Linked DNA regions of Mus musculus: region 2 is linked to region 1. A link is a contact called in public HiChIP or PLAC-seq data. All regions are on one chromosome and are shown on one strand. The core of a region is the stretch at or near the end of the contact, and the rest is flanking DNA. Distances in the headings are between cores, read along the strand shown. Region 1 holds the start of Fuca2 (fucosidase, alpha-L- 2, plasma). Region 2 overlaps Phactr2 (phosphatase and actin regulator 2).

Region 1 (7,112 bases), core at 2,338-4,837:
GTTCATTATCCTATATAAAATGTTAGAAGACATAGATAACTAAGAGGCTGAAGAACTAGTATAAAGTCCATGAAAATTTCAGCACGTGCCTTGGGTCATTAAGAACTGAGGTAACATTAGCCAGGGCTTTCTGGTCTTATGGACACTGGGTGGCTATAGCAGAAAACTCTATTAATGCAGGATTTTTGTGCTACCTTAAGTTCTTTTGATGTTTCTGGGCATTATTGTAAATCTCTAACTCTTTTCCCTTGGGGCCTCTGTCTTCTTTCATCAGTAGCAACTTACCCACTGCTTGCATATCTAAAAGTTATGCACAAAGCACAGCCAACTGTGAGAGTCAAGCTTAAGGCAGCATGAGCGTAGATGCCATGATGATTTTAAAGAATGCATTCAAGAACAGAAAGGGAGCCTGACGCACACCTTTAATCCCAGCACTCAGGAGGCAGGAGAAGGTGAATCTCTGAGTTCAAGGCCAGCCTGGTCTACAGAGTGAATTCCAGGACTGCCAGGGCTACATAGAGAAACGCTGTCTCAAAACAGCAACAACAACACAGAGAGAGAGGGAGAGGGAGGGAGAGAGAAAGAACAGATGGACAGATGGACAGAAAGGAAAGTGCAACTATACTATACTCACTATATAATATATGTATGTATATAGATGGACAGATGGACAGAAAGGAAAGTGCAACTATACTATACTCACTATATATGTATGTATACACACACTCACTCACTCACTCACTCACTCACTCACTATACTCATTCTCTTCAACCAGCTTTAAATAAATCTAGTTATTTATTTAAATGATGTCTAAATTAGGGTTTCATTGCTATGAAGAGACACCATGACCAAGACAAGACTTAAAGCATTTCATTGGGGCTGGCTTACAGGTTAGAGAGAGGTTCAGTCCATTATCATCAGGACAGGAAGCACAGCAGTTTCTAGGCAGGCATGGTGCAGGAGGAGTCCAGAGTTCTACATCTCCATCCAAAGACAGTCAGGCGGGACTCCTCTGCACTGGGCATATGACCTCAAAGTCCACCCCAGCAGGAACACACTTCCTCCAGAGAGGCCACATCACCTAATAGTGCCTCTTCTCATGGGCTAAGCATATTCAAACCACCATAAATGGTTAAATGTGTACATAGAAATTGTGTCCATCTTTCCTCTCATTCTGTGAAACCAGCTGTCTGGATCCATAATGTTTCCAACTTAAGCGGAAACATCACTATCCACCTATGGCTATTCTGAGAAACCGGGTTTCACAGGACGGCCTTCCTTTAATGTCTCCATCCAAAAGAACGACCTTACATTTTCTAGCCCTTGTCAGCATATATCCTATGTGCCCTACTTACCTTCGTGATGTTTAGAAGTGAAGACCACATATTTGGCACCAGAGGCCTGGAGAATATCTGCCCACTGGTTTGCATTAAAATACTTGGCTGTAAATAGCACTACAAAATCTTCATACTTAAAACCAGGAGCATAATTATTGTTCATAAAGTCCACAAACTGGGGTTTCTTCTCCTTTTGCCAATACCACCTGTGGCAGAAAAAAGAAAGAGCACATGACCACACAAACACAGATGCTTAAAGTAATTCCTGGCTTTACCCAGCCTAGTATGAAGAATATGCACAGATTCTCTCCGCTTCTCTCTGTCCTGGTGGGTTTGCATTAAGGACAGCTTATGCAAACTGAATCTCTGGCCATATTCTCTGTCTTTTCCTTTGTGTAGTCCTCCTGTAACCCAGCCACCGATTCTCCAAATTCCCCACTTTAAGTCATGATATCATCTTTGCCTTCACACACTAGCTCACTGTGGAACTTAAGTGGCTAAGATTTCAAGACAAGACGACATACCTAAAACATAACTTGCATCGGTCCTAGTCAGTAACAGAAAACATTTTGGGTAGATAGGGAGAAACATTTCCAAGGGCCGGGCAGTTCCCACAGTTGGCACGGCCTTTGCCTGCCTGAGATTAGATTCAAAGCCCTCACAGGCAGCAAGCAGCTTGTCGTCTATCAGACCCAAAGTCACATGCCTACTTCAGAAACATCCCTCACCGCAACCCATGCTGGCTGGTGGATCAGACAGATAATGGGATCTCCTAGTGAAGAGAGAAGCTGGCTTTCAGGTTAGCGATAGTTAAAGAGTGAACAAGTTTGTGTTGCCTGTCTACCGTCATGTGACTATGAAGATACTGTGGGGTAATATATCTCTATTATTGCCCCTTTGCTCTGCTTTGGGTTTTTGATGCTTTAGCATTCAAGGATCTTCACGTCATAGCTGAACCAGGAAGCATTTATTGTAAATTTTCTGATTTTCTTTTTAATTACATGTGTGCGTGTGTGTAGGCGTGTGCATGTGAGGGGGGGGCTTTGGGAGCACGAACCCCCCCCCCCGGAACCAGAATGACCAGATGGTTGTGAGCCTCCCAGGGCGGGTGTGAGGAGTCAGACTAAGGTCCTCTACAAGAGCAGTGTCTTAGTTAAGAGTCTTACTGCTGTGAACAGACATCATGACCAGGGCAGCTCTTATAAGGACAACATTTAATTGGGGCTGGCTTACAGGTTCAGAGGTTCTGTTCATTATCATCAAGGTAGAAAGCATTGCATGGTACAGGAGGAGCTGAGAGCTCTACATCTTCATCTGAAGGCTGCTAGCAGAATACTGGCTTCCAGGTAGCTAGGATGAGGGTCTTAAATCCCACACCCACAGTGACACACCTATTCTAACACGGCCACACTTTCTAATAGTGCCACTCCCTGGGCCGAGCATATACAAATCACAAGCAGTATGGGCCCTTAACCAGTGAGAAATTTCACCAGCCCTTTTGAAAATTCTTCAAATTCTGGGACTGGTACTCCCTCAATCACGCAGGCATTGCCACTGCTATAGGGAGGCCCACCTGCAGAGTGCCTAAGAACTCCGGTGTGAGTTTGTGTGTGTGTGTGTGTGTGTGTGTGTGTGTGTGTGAGAGAGAGAGAGAGAGAGAGAGAGAGAGAGAGAGACAGAGAGACAGAGAGAGAGAGACAGAGAGAGAGAGACAGACAGAGACAGAGACAGACAGAGACAGAGACAGACAGAGACAGAGAGAGACAGAGACTGCCACTGTCTGGGGTGACATAAAGCCCAGTGTGAGTGTGTGTGTGTGTGTGTGTGTGTGTGTGTGTGTGCGCCCGCGCGCGCGCGCGCCCGCGTCCGTGCCCGAGCCCTTTGGGCAAAGGTATGCACTTACCAGAACCATTCACTACCAAAGCTGGGCACGGAGAACACTCCCCAGTGGATAAAGATGCCGAACTTGGCCTGGTCGAACCAGGCTGGCAGCGGGCGTCTGTCCAGAGATTCCCAAGTGGGGTCATAGCTAAGGGCTCTCGTGACCCCCCAAGGCCTCAGGAGCGGCAGCAGCAGCAGCGGCAGAAGCATCAGGAACCCCAGGCGCATGCGCGCCAGCCTGGGATCCTCGGGGGAACCGCCAGTCACCAGGGAAGCCGGGAACCTTCTCTGTCAGCCGCAGAAGCTGCCTAGCGCTGGCCTTCCGGCTTCTGCTAAGTGTACCCTGCTCCTGTCACCTGACCCAGACCGGTTTGGTCAGATGACTACTGTGATCTGGAGTAGGGAGTGGCCAGGAGTTTTAATGAGCTCTGGTTACTTAAGGACCCCAAGAAGGTTGCATTACTCAGGTGCACAACCAAGGAAGTCAGTTTTTGCCCACCCTCCTCATTTTTAACAGCCCTTGGCTCTGTTTCCCAGTCAGATCTGATCTACTTAGCCAAGACGCCCGGTTTGTCTGCTGTGAGACAAAAACCTAAAGGATGGTCTTTGACCCACGACCTCCCTCCCCAAGGACTCCTAACAGAAAACTCTCAAGAGGTCACCTCGACCACCAGGCCCTGGTGGCTTTATGTGTCAGAGCTGTCTGCCCTACCGTGGGACTGGAGCCTGAGACAGGAACTTCGTGGGCTGCTCAGGGCTTTTGAGGAAGCTCCCATGGCTCTCAGCCTTTGGGTCTGCCTCTGCCATCCTCGAATTTGTAGCCGATGAAATCCCAAAGTTTGGGTTCAGCCAATCTGGGTTCGGGTCCAAGATTTTACATTTCTACTCAGGCTCTTGTTATTTCTGACTTTGGTTGTTGGTGGAACAAACTTTTCTGAGAAACTGCGTTAGGAAATAAGGCAATCTTAGTTGAATGAATGTTTAAGAAGTTTGTATAGAAGGAGGGTTTGGGAACCTGCTGGGGTGGCTGAGTGCTTGCCTAGAATGCAATAAAACCAGAGTAGTGGTCAACACAGCAGTGTGGAAACAGAAACAGGAGAATCAGAGTTCAAGGTCATCTTCGACTACATAGAGAGCTACATGAGACGCTGTCTCAAAAATCAGGAAGGAAAAAAAGGAGAGGAAGGAGGGTTGGAGGGAGGAAAGGAGGGAGGGAATGAAAGTACGATCTGGGAGCCGTAGTTCAGTAATAAATGTCCTAGAGCTGTGTGTGTGTGTGTGTGAGAGAGAGAGAGAGAGAGAGAGAGAGAGAGAGAGAGAGAGAGACGGAGACAGAGACAGAGAGACAGAGAGAGACAGAGAGACAGAGAGAGACAGAGAGACAGAGAGAGAGGAACCTTCAGGTAGACTTAAAGAAAAGGAGCCAGTCACTTAGAATAATCATCAAAGTTACATCTTCAGGAACTGTATCCTAAAGTTATTTAAATGCCATTGGCCTAAAGCCGGAATCTCTACTGCTTCCGCTTTGGCAAAACCCTTATCCTTTTGTGGTACATTTCAAATGCCACCTCCTCCAGGATGCTCTGTGCCATAACCACCCCTCCCCCAATAACATCCCACTTCCTCCCAAGTGCCTCCATAGGACACCGTATCCTAACCACTAACACAGGAGTCCACAGGTGGTTTCAGAGTTGGCTGGCTAGAGATCCCAATCGCCTTAGACTGTGAGTTCCTTAAGAACACTTACAATCTCTTCCTGGGTGCCATGCTTTTCAGGGCAGCAGAGCCTGGCACAGAGCAACACTTACAATGTGTTTTCTGGAGTTGTCAGTGTACTGCAGTTCTCCTTGCTGAATGAACCAAGACGGAAGTGACACTAAGTAACTGTTGCTTGTGGTTCCCTCTTCTGCACAGCTAGGAGCAACAGAAGCCACTGTCTCCCCACATGTGTCTCACCAGGACCCCAGCACCACCATAAGAGACCTGGCAGAAGCAACTTACAGAAAGAAAGGTTTCCTTTGACTTAATGTCACAGTGTGTCTGTTGTGGGAGTAAAGGAGGTGGCAGGGGCATGGCTCCTGGAAACACTGTATCCTCAGCCAGCAAGTGGACAGCCATTAATGCTCAGTTCATTATCTCCTTTTAATTTTTCTCTCAGACCTCAACCTACTGTATGGTACCACTCACAATTACCACAGGTTTCTCACTGCAGTGTTTTGAAGAATAGCCCCCATTGGGTCAAATGTTTGAATGCTTAGTCCACCGTCAGTGAAACTGCTTGAGATGTCTCAGGAAATGAGACCTTATTGGAGGAGATGTGTCACTGGGGAGGGGTGGGCTTTGAGGTTTCAAAGGCCCATGCCATTCCTAGTTAGCTTTCTCTTTCTCTGCTTATGGGTCAGATGTAAGTTCTTAGCTATGGCTCCATTGCTGTCTGCCTGCCTGCCTGTCTGCTTGCCTGTCTGCCTGCCCGTCCTGCTTTCTGCCCCTGTGGCCACTGTTTTAGAAGGGGCTACTGTCAATGTGATGAAACACCATAACCAAAAAGCAAGTTTCGGAGGAAAGATCTGAAGTCAGTCCTGTGCAGGATCCCTGGTTGCTGGTTCAGTCTTTGTAAGCCCCTCTGAGCCGAGGTTGGTTGATTCTGTGGGCTTTCTTGTGGTGTCCTTGAACTCTCTGGCTCCTATAGTCCTTTCTCCCCTCTTCAGCAAGATTCCCCCAAGTCCACCTAAAGTTTGGCTGTGGGTCTCTGCATCTGCTTCCATCAGTTGCTAGGTGAAGCCTATCTGATGATAATTGGCGCAGGCAATAATCTCAGTATGGCAGAGAATCATTAGGAATCATTTTCTACCTAGGTCTCTGGGCTCTCCAGCCTCTGGTTCCCGGCCCTCCTGGCAGTATCAGGGATAGACATGAGACACCCCAGTCATTGGTTGGCCACTCCCACAATTCTTGCACTACCTTTACCCCTGGACACCTTGTAGGCAGGAAAAAAAAATTGTAGGTCAAAGGCTTTATGACTGGGTTGGCATCACAGTTCCTCCACTGGAAGTCTTGCCTGCTATGACCTGATCTTATGGAGACATTTTCTTGAATGATGACTTTAGTTTCTCTTAAGTTGACATAAAACTCTCCAGCATAGTCGTCTTCTGGAATAATGAGTCCAAGATTAAATGCTTTCTTTTATAAGCTGCCTTGGCCATAGTGGTTTATCATGGTGATAGAAAAGCAACTCAGACACCCACCTCGAGGACGGCCAACCCACAGACCTGCTCTGAGGTTTGTCTCCTAGGTGACTCTAGATACTATCAAGTTGAAAATCAATGTTAACCATCACAGTTAGGTTCAAAAACTCTGATGAGCCATGAACTACCACTGTATTGGTCCCAGTTTCATTCAAACTAATGACAGACCAGTCTTAAATCCCCAACACAATCTAATCTTTCAGGGGCTGCTGATCACAAAGGCTTAGCTGAGCAGAGCAACAGACCTGCATCTTATTTTTTCCCTAAGCAAGGGTCTGTTCAGTGAATACAAAATACCCTTCAATTTTGTGTCATATGCTGGGTGAGGTCCAATTATGGTGACAGTGCTATACCAGGTGAACCCCGTGCAACAAAGTATCTTACCTTCTGGTGATTAGCATGTTTAAATTACTGTAGTATTTCAAGTTAAATCTGACCATCAGACCTGAGCTCCTAAAATGCCCTTTATATTATTTATTTCATATCATCATATATAATAAATATACTATCATATATATCATACCTTATATATTATATCACATATACATGATATATGATATATTAGGCCATTTATATAATTTTATATGAATGCAAATAAATATTGAATTAGTACATACAATCTTATCCTAAAATCATACTCAATAGGAA
Region 2 (7,112 bases), core at 2,252-4,751, 47 kb after region 1:
ATTTCTGATTTTGTCAATTAGGATGCTGTCCCTTTGCCCTCTAGTGAGTCTGGCTAAGGGTTTATCTATCTTGTTGATCTTCTCAAAGAACCAGCTCCTCATTTGGTTGATTCTTTGAATAGTTCTTCTTGTTTCCACTTGGTTGATTTCACCCTTGAGTTTGATTATTTCCTGCCGTCTACTCTTCTTGGGTGAATTTGCTTCCTTTTTTTCTAGAGCTTTTAGGTGTGTTGTCAAGCTGCTAATGTGTGCTCTCTCTAGTTTCTTTTTGGAGGCACTCAGAGCTATGAGTTTCCCTCTTAGAAATGCTTTCATTGTGTCCCATAGGTTTGGGTATGTTGTGGCTTCATTTTCATTAACCTCTAAAAAGTCTTTAATTTCTTTCTTTATTCCTTCCTTGACCAAGGTATCATTGAGAAGAATGTTGTTCAGTTTCCACGTGAATGTTGGCTTTCCATTATTTATGTTGTTATTGAAGATCAGCCTTAGTCCATGGTGATCTGATAGGATGCATGGGACAATTTCAATATTTTTGTATCTGTTGAGGCCTGTTTTGTGACCAATTATATGGTCAATTTTGGAGAAGGTACCATGAGGTACTGAGAAGAAGGTATATCCTTTTGTTTTAGGATAAAATGTTCTGTAGATATCTGCTAAATCCATTTGTTTCATAACTTCTGTTAGTTTCACTGTGTCCCTGTTTAGTTTCTGTTTCCACGATCTGTCGATTGATGAAAGTGGTGTGTTGAAGTCTCTCACTATTATTGTGTGAGGTGCAATGTATGCTTTGAGCTTTACTAAAGTGTCTCTAATGAATGTGGCTGCCCTTGCATTTGGAGCATAGATATTCAGAATTGAGAGTTCCTCTTGGAGGATTTTACCTTTGATGAGTATGAAGAGTCCCTCCTTGTCTTTTTTGATAACTTTGGGTTGGAAGTAGACTTTATTCGATATTAGAATGGCTACTCCAGCTTGTTTCTTCAGACCATTTGCTTGGAAAATTGTTTTCCAGCCTTTCACTCTGAGGTAGTGTCTGTCTTTTTCCCTGAGATGGGTTTCCTGTATTCAGCAGAATGTTGGGTCCTGTTTGTGTAGCCAGTCTGTTAGTCTATGTCTTTTTATGGGGGAATTGAGTCCATTGATATTAAATAAAAGTAATTGTTGCTTCCTTTTATTTTAGTTGTTAGAATTGGCATTCTGTTCTTGTGGCTGTCTTCTTTTTGGTTTGTTGAAGGATTACTTTATTGTATTTTTCTAGGGCGTGGTTTCCGTCCTTGTATTGGTTTATTTCTGTTATTATCCTTTGAAGGGCTGGATTCGTGGAAAAATAATGTGTGATTTTGGTTTTGTCGTGGAATACTTTGGTTTCTCCATCTATGGTAATTGAGAGTTTGGCCGGGTATAGTAGCCTGGGATGGCATTTGTGATCTCTTAGTGTCTGTATAACATCTGTCCAGGCTCTTCTGGCTTTCATAGTCTCTGGTGAAAAGTCTGGTGTAATTCTGATAGGCCTGCCTTTATATGTTACTTGACCTTTTTCCCTTACTGCTTTTAGTATTCTACCTTTATTTAGTGCATTTGTTGTTCTGATTATTATGTGTTGGGAGGAATTTCTTTTCTGGTCCAGTCTATTTGGAGTTCTGTAGGCTTCTTGTATGTTCATGGGTATCTCTTTCTTTAAGTTTGGGAAGTTTTCTTTTATGATTTTGTTGAAGATATTTGCTGACCCTTTAAGTTGAAAATCTTCATTCTCATCTACTCCTATTATCTGTAGGTTTGGTCTTCTCATTGTGCCCTGGATTTCCTGGATGTTTTGAGTTAGGACCTTTTTGCATTTTGCATTTTCTTTGATTGTTGTGCTGATGTTCTCTATGGAATCTTATGCATCTGAGATTCTCTCTTCCATCTCTTGTATTCTGTTTCTGACGCTTGCATCTATGGTTCCAGATTTCATTCCTAGGGTTTCTATCTCTAGCATTGCCTCGTTTTGGGTTTTCTTTATTGTGTCTACTTCACTTTTTAGGTCTAGTATGGTTTTGTTCATTTCCATCACCTGTTTGGATGTGTTTTCCTGTTTTTCTTTAAGGACTTCTACCTGTTTGGTTGTGTTTTCGTGTTTTTCTTTAAGGACTTGTAACTCTTTAGCAGTGTTCTCCTGTATTTCTTTAAGTGAGTTATTAACGTCCTTCTTGATGTCCTCTATCATCATCATCATGAGATATGCTTTTAAATACAGGTCTAACTTTTCGGGTATGTTGGGGTGCCCAGGACTGGGTGAGGTGGGAGTGCTGCATTCTGATTATGGTGAGTGGTCTTGGCTTCTGTTAGTAAGATTCTTATGTTTGCCTTTCGCCATCTGGTAATCTCTGGAGTCAGTTGTTATAGTTGTCTCTGGTTAGAACTTGTTCCTCTTGTGATTTTGTTAGTCTCTATCAGCAGACCTGGGAGACTAGCTCTCTCCTGAGTTTCATTGGTCAGAGCACTCTCTGCAGGGAAGCTCTCCTCTTGCAGGGAAGGTGCCCAGATATCTGGCGTTGGAACCTGCCTCCTGGCAGAAGTTGTGTTCCACTCACCTGAGGTCTAAGATCCTGTGGAGAGTGCTCTGGGGACCTTGGGGGTGTCTGCCAACTCTGTGCCCAAGGTGACCCTGTGCTGGGGCCAACCAGAAGGGCACATTATCATTTTTTTATTGGAGATTTCAGCCCAGCAAACTGCCACCACCAAGTGACTTTACACCCATTGGGAGTGTGACCCACTGATGCACAGTTTCAGTCTAGGACAGCTCCTCCTGTCTACATCTCTCATTTTTCTCCCTGCACAACTGGAGAAGCTTTCTTGGCTCTCAGCTTCTCTTTCTCTTGAAAAGCCCGATCAGAACCAATCAGAGTGTCTTCCCGGTGCTCCTCCCGAGCTGGCTAATCCGTGGGTCCGGAACTGTACTTCCCGGGTTCCAAATAAGGCATCTCTGCTCCTTCAGTGTTCAAGTTGATTGATGGATATTGGGTCAGGAGAAGGCCTAAGTGAAGTTGAGCCCAGAGAAGGATTTTTGTTACACCAGTGAAGGAGGCAAAAACAAACAAACAAACAAACAAACAAACAAACAAAATTAATTAATTAATTAATTAATTAATTTTAAAAAATCACATTTCTGATTTGCGTTTCTCTGATCACTGTGGACATTAGGAATGATTTGATGGTTAGCCGTTTGTGTTCTCGGCATCAGAGGTCCTTCAGTGGAATCTCTTGCATCCTTTCTTAGCTCTTGATGTCTAGAGGGTAATAAATAATCCTTTGGCTGCTCTGCGAATTGGAAGTACTTCTCTTTTTTTTCAATTGCTTTCACTTTGTTGGTTTTGTTATTCAGGAAAGAAACGAGTTTTGATGTGTGAACACACATATTTATATACATTCAGAGAGGATCTACAAACATGCCATATATGTCTATACTTTGCTTTGAAATGCCCTTCAATAAAAAAACAAAATCTTCTGGCTTTGATAACTCTTATCTTTCCTTTCTAGTGTGGGAGGCTTCCTGCCTTGCTGGTCTGCGTGCCAAACACGAGCCCACAGAGCTTAATTTTAACTCAGCAAACAGAGCTTTTCGGTCGGGTCACATTACTGGGAACACCTGTGAAATTGAGGAGCTTTTCCTGAGGGCGAGCTAGGTAGGGCATCACCTCGCTGGGAGCAAAGTTCTGGCATTGGAATCCTGGCTGTCCTGCAGATCTGGAGACATTGCTTACTCAGAAGCCCGAACTGGAGGATTTTAACACCAGCTGCTTCGGGGTTTCTTTGCCTCCCTTGCTCAAAGCTTAGCAGCATTAGCTTCAAGACAACCAGTTCAACTGACTGTTAAAGACTTATGCCCAGGAATCTCTGGTCCCTTTTTCCCTCCATAGCTCCCAACAGAGAGAGTTTATAATTGTTTTGTACAACTATCTGTTCCCCCCCTTTTTGATTCCAGTTTTTATCTTTAATTTCAGAGCTTTAATGGAAGAACAGGAAAAATATACCCCTCCATTGTAAGGCCAAAATTGACTTGGTCAGACAGACTTGTCTCCATACCATTTGAGAGACTTCTATTTCCTACTTGAGCAAGTCTTGCTGCTTTGGTACAATGTTGACATCAACGCCTACCTCCATCACCCGCCTCCCCAAAGAGATGAAATCTAATCATCACCTCAGAATGCTTTCATGACATATAATCTTGTCACAGATGCAAAAGATTTTAGGACACTTTAACGTCTAGCTTTAAAAGAAAAACCAAACCAAAACAAACCAAACAAAACACCCTGTTTTCTCAAGTTTATATTCCACGATTAATTTTTAAGAACATTAATTAAAAAAAAGAAAAGAAAAATGAGAGAAAATAAGAAATTGAACCTTTTACCCTTAGTAATTCTGCTTGCAGCATTTTGTTGAAGCAGTGAAGCAACCGTAGAGAAGAAGACGGAAACTCACGAGTTTAAAGAATTGATTTCATGAAGGGATGTGCTTGTAGATTTCTGTCAGTAGAAAATCACCAAACTCCCTTGGTTGCTCTCCACCCAGTTCCTCCAATGCTGGTCCTTCTTCACCCAAGCTATGCCCCAACCCCAGCATTCTCTAGTTCTGACTAGAATTTTGTGGTACCAGTTACAACACAATCTAATCCCAGCTCATTCTGTATTTTCTTCCTCTAAATCCACTTACTGATTTCAAGACACAAGCGCATATGGGCTTTTGTCTCCTGGTGTCCGGGATGAGAAATGAGGCAGGAAAGAGAACAGCTAATGGCGGGAGCTGAGGTGCACAGGCCACGTACAGTCAGGAACAGTACATCTACTAAACTGGAGGCGAAAAGCCAAGGCAGCCAGATTAAGAGAGTAATAATAATAATAATAAAACAACAATTGAGGGACAAACCAAAACTAAGAGAAAACAGTTTGCATTCTGTATGTCAAACTGGAGAGGGGAGAATGGAAAGGAACAAAACATTGGGGGAAACATTAACTGTCCACTTGTAGAAACTATGTGTAGAAAAATCAATACAACCACCCCTCTATATAACAGGTCAGATTTCTTGGACTCTTCTAGGAGAGACGCTGATAACTTTCTACCTGCTCTCAAATTTGAGCCTCTCAGCTCAAGTGCTAATTAGACTGTAATTCCACAGGGTGGAAACCATGGTTTCACTACACGAGTGGACGCTATGGAATCTTGAGACTGGCTGCTGGCTCACACTTGGGGGGAGGGGGGTGTCAGTCACTGCCACCTAGACAGCGTGTCCTCATGTGTACACACGTGTCATTTAAAGGCCAACAACGTACTTTAATAAAAGAACAGGCATGCTCCACTGGACTGCCCCACCCCCATGGGTATATGGGCAGTACCCATTGTAATCTTATGGATTATGAAAAAATTAAAGATTTTAAAAAACAAAAACTTGGATGGAGATTTTAGAACTGAAAGGAGTTAGTGGAAGGGGGGGTGAAGATGTTCAAAGCACACACATGCATGCATGAGATTCTTAAGAAGATAGTAGGAATATTTATTACATTAAAAGAAAGAGAAGTAGGTCAGAGACTCATCAAAGCAACACAGAGAGACACGGGAAGGCCTGATGCTGTCCTGTCTTCCTCCCTCCTAGAGGCCACATTTCTCTTTGAAATAACAAGGAGGCCAGAATGAAAAGACTTGCCACATCCCAGCCTCGATTAAACAGGGCAAGAGGAACTGGCTGAGTTCTCTGAAAAATATTCATGTAGTTTAATAAGCTTTTCCAGAATTTTCTTTTAATCTAAAGGGACAAAACTTATTAAGGGTTAATTCTTTGTATGTATGTGTGTTTGTATGTGTATGTATATAAGTATGTATGAATGGGTTTATGTGTCTCTCTCTCTCTCTCTCTCTCTCTCTCTCTCTCTCTCTATATATATATATATATATATATATATATATATATACATATATATATGTATGTATGTGTGTTTGTGTGTTTGTGTGTTTATGTCTATGTATGAATATGTGTATATGTACATGTATGTGTGTATGAGTATGTATGTGTATATGTGTATGTATGTGCATGCCTGTGTGTTTACGGCCTATGTATGTATATGTATGTGTGTATGTATATGCATGTGTGTATGTATGTGTGTATATATGTGTGTGTGTATGAGTATGTATGTGTGTATGTACGTATATGTATGTGTGCATCTGTGTATTTATGTCAATGTATGTATATGTATATGTGTATGTAAGTATATGTGTGTATATGTGTCTGTATGTTTGTATGTGTGTCTGTGTATGTTTGTATACATATGCATGTGTATGCGTATATGTACGTACGTATGTATGTATGTATGTAAATTACTTTAACCCTCTATGTCCTTATGACTAATATTACAGAGAAGCTGAAGAAGGTTCTCTATCATATTTCCTCCTCTTACTCAGTGGGTCCAGGACTAACTCCTCCCATTTCATGGATGCAGGGGTGGTGTGGTGAGGGGAGTGTCTGGAGAGGATGTAGCAGTAAACCGAATTGGGGCTAGCAGCCAGTGAGCACTGAGGCTAAATGAGTGTAAACTACATCTTCTGGATCCAAGATCTGAGCTACTGGAGAGGGCCTAGATTACTGGGGGTGGGGGGTGTTCCCACTCTTGTGGGGACAGAGCACTACATCCAGGAAGTCCTGTCACAGGCTCTGATCTCCATTTCACCTGGATGTCATGCTGCTGCTTCTGAAGTGCAGAGCTTATCAGAGCTGACACCTTTGAGGGGAGAGAGAAGACTTGAACAGGTAGAGGGTAGGCTCATGGCCCGTGGATAAGCACGAGTCATATTTCATCGACAGAAGGCTCTTTGTTCTCCTTCTCCCTTTACTTCAGGCTCTTCTGTTGAGACACCCTTGAAGGATGGAGGCGATCACTCAGGTTCAGGACCAATTGCTCTTGCTGGGAACCCCAGGCCGAGCACCTTCTCTCCCCACTCTCCCAATCCCTCCCTTATACATGCACACATATGAATATTGCTGATTTCTCTTGTCACCCAGTGTCACACATGTCTTTGTTGTTCTGGATCAGGAACTTGCAAGTTGAAAGTAAACTAAAGGGAACCTATAGCTGACATGTACA

The links. HiChIP or PLAC-seq counts read pairs in DNA pulled down with a chosen protein or histone mark.
Region 2: a contact with region 1 is called in an H3K4me3 HiChIP or PLAC-seq map of bone marrow-derived macrophages, with 2.5 times the contacts expected there. The contact joins the enhancer-like site here to the promoter of Fuca2 in region 1. A contact is called at or near these places in 1 of 39 promoter capture datasets (3T3-L1-derived adipocytes), 6 of 484 Hi-C or Micro-C datasets (the N1E-115 cell line, bone marrow-derived macrophages, conventional dendritic cells and 3 more), 5 of 115 datasets of contacts at active chromatin or transcription factors (CD8 T cells, the HPC-7 cell line, bone marrow-derived macrophages and 1 more) and 2 of 9 other capture datasets (adipose tissue and pancreatic islet).

What each region holds. Positions count from the first base shown.
Region 1 is chr10:13,497,503-13,504,614 of GRCm38.p6, reverse strand. It overlaps Fuca2 (fucosidase, alpha-L- 2, plasma), which reads right to left and starts at 3,587. Exons shown (of 7, transcript NM_025799.5): 1 at 3,242-3,587; 2 at 1,357-1,544. The coding sequence starts at 3,447.
Region 2 is chr10:13,449,955-13,457,066 of GRCm38.p6, reverse strand. The region is part of intron 1 of Phactr2 (phosphatase and actin regulator 2); the gene reads left to right. Among named protein-coding and RNA genes, the nearest start is that of Phactr2, 21 kb to the left of the region's middle. Within about 2 kb of position 3,501, at least 21 of the 459 cell types and tissues checked have an H3K27ac peak or open chromatin away from gene starts, as enhancers often do. A contact at or near this core is called in the HPC-7 cell line and bone marrow-derived macrophages, where this site is marked.